Regions from separate parts of the Macaca mulatta genome. Here region 1 is linked to region 2. A link is a contact called in public Hi-C data. All regions are on one chromosome and are shown on one strand. The core of a region is the stretch at or near the end of the contact, and the rest is flanking DNA. Distances in the headings are between cores, read along the strand shown.

The links. Hi-C and Micro-C count contacts between places; a contact is called where the count stands out from the background.
Region 1: a Hi-C map of fetal cortex germinal zone shows a contact between it and region 2, with 12 times the contacts expected there. The contact joins the promoter of LOC100429350 here to the promoter of LOC720434 in region 2. A contact is called at or near these places in 3 of 14 Hi-C or Micro-C datasets (fetal cortex germinal zone, fetal cortical plate and liver).

Annotation. Positions count from the first base shown.
Region 1 is chr19:20,724,705-20,727,857 of T2T-MMU8v2.0, reverse strand. It overlaps LOC100429350, which reads right to left and starts at 1,883. Exons shown (of 13, transcript XM_077978589.1): 1 at 1,712-1,883. The coding sequence starts at 1,741. The region is part of intron 4 of ZNF682 (zinc finger protein 682); the gene reads left to right.
Region 2 is chr19:20,580,187-20,583,222 of T2T-MMU8v2.0, reverse strand. LOC720434 reads right to left here and starts at 1,736. Exons shown (of 3, transcript XM_077978611.1): 1 at 1,586-1,736. The coding sequence starts at 1,588.

The DNA of each region.
Region 1 (3,153 bases), core at 634-3,133, 140 kb before region 2:
AAAAAAAAAAAAGTCTAAAAAGTGCCTCAAAACAATAGCTTTATTATCAGTAAGACCCTCCCAGTTTCCTTCCGCCTTAATCTTAACGGCATTTGCCTGTGGGGCCCTAGCATTCCAGGGCTTTGTAGCTTCTCTCAAGATAAAGTCTCCTTCCATAGCTGGGGTGAGCAGGCTGGGACAATTGCAAGGGAGGCTCCCCAGAAAAAACTAACTGGGCCTTTAATAACCTCCTGTTGGCCGGGCGCGGTGGCGCAAGCCTGTAATCCCAGCACTTTGGGAGGCCAATGCGGGTGGATCACCTGAGGTTGGGAATTGGAGGCCAGCCTGACCAACATGGAGAAACCCCATCTCTAGTAAACACACATAATTAGGCGGGCGTGAAGGCGCATGCCTGTAATCCCAGTTACTCCAGAGGCTGTGGTAGGAGAATCCCTTGAACTAGGGAGGCAGAGGTTGTGGTGAGCCGAGATCACACCATTGCACTCCAGCCTGGGCAATAAGAGCTAAACTCCGTGTCAAAACAAAAAAAAATTTTTTTTAAACCCCTCCTTTTGCAGGCTTCATATTAGCCTTAGCTTGGATTACCAGGTTCAAGCTTTAATTTCCGTGTCAGTGTTATTCACTTCGTTCTTGAAACTGTTTGAAAAATCCAGTGAAATTACTTAAACACAGTGTTTACATAAAGGAAGAAAATTTTAAGATTCTTACTTTTTTTTTTTTTTTGAGGAGTCTTGCTCTGTCCCGCACGCTGAAGTGCGATGGCGCGATCTCAGCTCACTTCAACCTCTTCCTCCTGGGTTCAACCAATTCTCATGCCTCACTCTCCCAAGTAACTGGGATTACAGGCGCCCGCCACCACACCTGGCTAATTTTTGTATTTTTAGTAGAGACGGGGTTTCACCATGCTGGCCAGGATGGTCTAGAACTCCTGACCACGTGATACGTCCGCCTAGGCCTCTCAAAGTGCTGGGATTACAGGTCTGAGCCACCGCGCCCGACCAGGAATGGGTTTTTAACCCCAACGTAGTTTTTGGTTTTGTGTCCTTCCCCCATTGGCTGGGGTGAGACCGCACAATCTAAACTGATCCCGGTTGGCTAGACCCAAACTTTTCCAAATAGGATAAACGCGCGATTTGCGAGAAACGGAAAAGGGGGAAGAAGGGGTAGGGTTGATTTCCAACTTTTACAACTTCTGACCAGGAAGCTGAGTCTTTGAAGAGGAACTTAGTTTGTCTGACAATCCTTTGCCTCAAGTGATCCCTCCGCCTTCGCCTCCCAAAATGCTGGGATTACAGGCGTGAGCCACCGCGCCCGGCCCCATAAATTTTTAACAGGAGAAAAGAGAAACTGTGAACCCCAAGGACCAAAGCTCTTCCCATTCGTGAACGCGCACCCCGAGTCAAGATCTCCCCTGATGACCTTCTCGTGGTTCCTGACAATCTGGGAGAGACCCGGAGCTGCGGGTGCAGAGCTGCTGCCCAGAGGGTGCCAGGCCAGGGCACAGTCACTGCGCAGGGAAGAGACAGGAGCCCTGGACTGGCTGACAGCGCCGCAGCCATCTTATGACTGGAGGGGACTGAGGCCGAGCTGGGCCAGGAGAACTCAGGGCGCAGACTGTGGAGCTGACTTCGGGGAGGCCTGAGTGCCGCCACAGCCACTTCCCATCAACCAGTCCCTCCCCTCTCTCAGGATGTCAAACCGGCACGCTCACCATTCCTAGGCTCCCAGGGAGTCCCGTCATCTTGGCTGTGGATTTCCCAATACCTGCAGGACACAGGGCCACAGAGGCTGCGCCTCTAGGAGCAGAGGACACACAGTAGCGAAGAAGAAACCTAGAGCTCCCGATGCATCGAGAGACAAAGGCCGCGCCAAACCCGGAAGCCGTCCTCTTTGTTCCAGCTGCCTGCCTGATTGGACGGTTTCCAGCCCAGCGTCCCTGATTGGATAATGCTTAAGGCCCCGCCCACTCAGCCGCTGAGTGACAGAAGATGTGATCAGATGCTGGGCTGAGGGATGAAAGCTGCAGCCTTTTCAGGCAGGGCTTCCTCCCTGAGCTGAGCCAGGCCCACCCTAGAGTATGGGAAAGTTCTTTTTATTTTTATTTATTTATTTATTTATTTTTTTAGACGGAGTCTCTCTCTATCGCCCAGGCTGGAGTGCAGTGGCGCAATCTCGGCTCACTGCAAGCTCCGCCTCCCGGGTTCACGCCATTCTCCTGCCTCAGCCTCCAGTGTAGCTGGAACTACCGGCGCCCGCCACGGCACCCGGCTAGTTTTTTGTATTTTTAGTAGAGACGGGGTTTCACCGTGTTAGCCAGGATGGTCTCGATCTCCTGACCTCGTGATCCGCCCGTCTCGGCCTCCCAAAGTGCTGGGATTACAGGTGTGAGCCACTGCGCCCGGCCCGAGTATGGGAAAATTCTATATCTTTTTTACTCTTTTTCAATGTGTTCAAAAGGTGAACAGAAGTATTTTTCTGTCATATTAATAATACATAAAATTTTGGTTCAAGAGAAAATCAACTTTTACTTTGATAATAATGTATTCCCAATACTAAAGCTAATTTTAATAAAACCTTATACATAAATCAAATTTGTCACTTTTGACAGCTCGAGATTTACACATATATTTCATAATCTCTTGTAATTTTGTAACTTTTTATATTTTTATCTACATTCTTTTTATTTTTCTCAATTTGAAACAACCTTTAAGTAATTTCAAATTGTTACAGGAAATAGAAATCATTTAGAACCAGGCGCGGTGGCTCACACCTGTAATTCCAGGACTTTGGAAGTCCAAGGTGGGCGGATAACTTGAGGTCAGGAGTTCAAGACCAGCCTAGCCAACATGGTGAAAGCCCATTTCTACTAAAAATACAAAAAATTAGCTGGGTGTGCTGGTGCGCACACCTGTAGTCCCAGCTACTCCGGAGGCTGAGGCAGGGGAATCTCTTGAACCCAGGAGGCGGAGATTGTGTAACAGCCTAAGGAATTTACCTTGCCTTTGGTCTAGACAGAGCCCGTTCATCAAGACAGGGGAATTTGGCCGGGAGCGGTGGCTCACGCCTGTAATCCCAGCACTATGGGAGGCCGAGGCGGGAGGATCACGAGGTCAAGAGATTGAGACCATCCTGGCTAACACGGTGAAACCCCGT
Region 2 (3,036 bases), core at 487-2,986:
CTCAAAAAAAAAAAAAAAAAAAAAGAGCCTTCCAGTTTCCTTTCATCTTAACCTTAACTGCATCTGCTTGTGGGGCCCCAGCTTTTTAGGCTCTGTAGCTTCTCTCAGAATAACACGTCTGTAATCCCAGCACTTCAGGAGGCCAAGGCAGGCAGATCACCTGAGGTCGGGAGCTCGAGACCAACCTGACCAACATGGAGAAAACCCGTCTCTACTAAAAATACAAAATTAGCCAGGCATGATGGTGCATGCCTGTAATCCCAGCTACTTGAGAGGCTGAGGCAGGAGAATCGCTTGAACCCAGGAGGTGGAGGTTTCAGTGAGCCATGGTCACGCCATTGCACTCCACCTGGGCGACAAGGGCAAAACGCAAAACTCTGTCCCAAAAAAAAAAAAAAAAAAAACCCTCCTGTTTCAGGCTTAATATTAGCCTTAGCTTGGAGTCACCAGGTTCAAGCTTTAATTGTCATGTCAGAGTTATTCAGTTGGTTTTTGAAACTCAGTGTTTGAAAAATCCGTGAAATTACTTAAACACAGTTTTACATAAGGGAAGGCCATTTTAAGATGTCTTTTTTTTTTTTAGACGGAGTCTCACTCTGTCACCAAGGCTGGAGTACAATGGCAAGATATAAGCTCACTGCACCCCGCCTCCCAGGTTCAAGCCAGTCTAGTGCCTCAGCCTCCCAAGTAGCTGGAATTACTAAAGGCGCCTGCCACCAACTCCGGCTAATTTTTGTATTTTTAGTAGAGACGGGGTTTCACCATGTTGGCCAGGCTGGCCTACAACGCCTGACTTTGTGATCCACCCGCCACGGCCTCACAAAGTGCTAGGATTACAGGCATGAGCCACCGCGCTGGGCCAGGAAGGGGTATTTAACCCTAACGCTGTTCCTATTTTTGTGTCCTTCCCATATAGGCTGCGGTCGGACTGCACAATCTAAGCTGATCCCGGTTGGGCTAGATACAAACTTTTTCCAAATAGGATAAACGCGCGATGTTTTGAGAAAAGGAGAAGGCGGAAGAAGAGGTAGGGTTGATTTACAATTTTTACAACTTATGACCAGGAAGTTAAGTCTTTGAGGAGGAGCTTAGTTTGTCCTAACAACTCCTTACCTCAAGTGATCCGCCTGCCTCGGCCTCCCAAAGTGCTGGGATTACCGGAATGAGCCACCGCGCCCAGCCCCATAAATTTTTAATAGAAAAGAGAAACTGTGAACCCAAGGCACTAAAGCTCTTCCCATTCGTGAACCCGCACTCCGAGTCAGGATTCTCCCCTGACGACTCTTCCCGTGTTCCCTGCACAATCTGGGAGAGAAGCGGCGCTGCGGGGGCAGAGCTGCCCAGAGAGGGCTCGAGGCCAGGGCACAGTCACCGCGCAGTGAAGAGACAGGACGCCTGGGGGCTGGGCTGTCAGCGCAGCCGCCATCTTTTGGCTGAAGGGAACCGAGGCCCAGCTGGGCAAGAAGAACTCGGGGCGCAAATTGTGGAGCTGACTAAGGGGATACCTGAGTCCCGCCACCGTCACTTTCCACCGGTTCCAACCAGCCCCTGCCCTTCGCTTGGGATGTCCGACCGGCACTCTCACCATTTCTAGGCTTCCAGGGGTCCTGGTGTCTCAGCTGTGGATCTCACAATACCTGCAGATCACAGGGCCACAGAGGCTGGGCCTCTAGGAGTACAGGACACAGAGCAGTAAACAGGAGACGAGGAGCTCCGGCTGCACCCAGAGACAAAGGACCCGCCAAACCAGAAGCCGCCCTGTTCGCTCCGGCTGCGTGCCTGATTGGACGTTTCTAGCCCAGCGTCCCTGATTGGATAATGCTTAAGGCCCCGACCCCTCAGGCCCTGAGTGACAGAAGACGTGATCAGATGCGGGGCTGTTCGCTCAGGCTGCGTGCCTGATTGGACGTTTCCAGCCCAGCGTCCCTGATTGGATAATGCTTAAGGCTCCGCCCCCTCAGGCCCTGAGTGACAGAAGATGTGATCAGATGCTGGGCTGAGTGAAGAAAAGTAACAGCGTAAGTTGCAGCCTTTTCAACAGGGCTTCCTCCCTGAGCTGAGCCACGTCCACCTCAGAGCATGGGAAAATTCTCTCTTTTTTACTCTCTTTTTGAATGTTATTGAGACGGTGAACAGAAGTATTTTGTTGTCATATTAATAATACTGTTGGAAGTAAAATATACGGTGGCGCAAAGTGAAACCAGTACTCAGGCAAAAGTTTTTTTAGTAAGGCAATTTACTTCTGCAGAAGATTTTTATTTGCGTTAATCACGATTCGCAAGAGCACCCTGAACAAAGGAGGGAAAGGGTTTATTTTTTTAACGTAAAGTCTCTACCTCTGTGTTACTGCCCCATGGGCTGGGGTTGGACCGCACAATCTAAACTGACCCAATTGGCTATTTGTAAATGTTTTTCCAAATAAGGAAGGGAAGGGGCATGTATAAGTCACAGTGCTAGGACTTTTGGTTCTGAAGGGTGGAAAGGGTGCAGAGTGAGTAATCAAGGGAACAGATGTGAGTTATTGATTAGAGCTGATGGGAAGCAAGGTTGTTACAGTAACTAGGGGTAAGGAGGCATGGAGAACAAGAAAGTTGAGTCTGAGAACAAAGAACAAGGAAGTTAACAGACTAAACCTTTGAAGAGGAATTTTATTGTATTTTACAATTTCCCCCTTTTAATTTTTATAATTAAAAAAAAAAAAAAAAAAACCCTTTTTTTTCGAGATGGAGTTTTGCTCTTGTTGCCCAGGCTGGAGTGCAGTGGCACGATCTCGGCTCACTACAACATATGCCTCCCAGGTTCAAGCAATTCTCCTGCCTCAGCCTCCGGAGTAGCTGGGAGTACAGGCATGTGTCACCACGCCCAGCTAATTTTGTATTTTTAGTATAGACGGGGTTTCTTCATATTTGTCAGGCTGGTCTCTAACTTCTGACTTCAGGTGATCCGCCCGCATCAGCCTCCCAAAGTGCTGGGATTACAGGCGTGAGCTACCGCAACCGCACGCTTTTTAAAACTTTTTTTTTTTTTTTTTTTTTT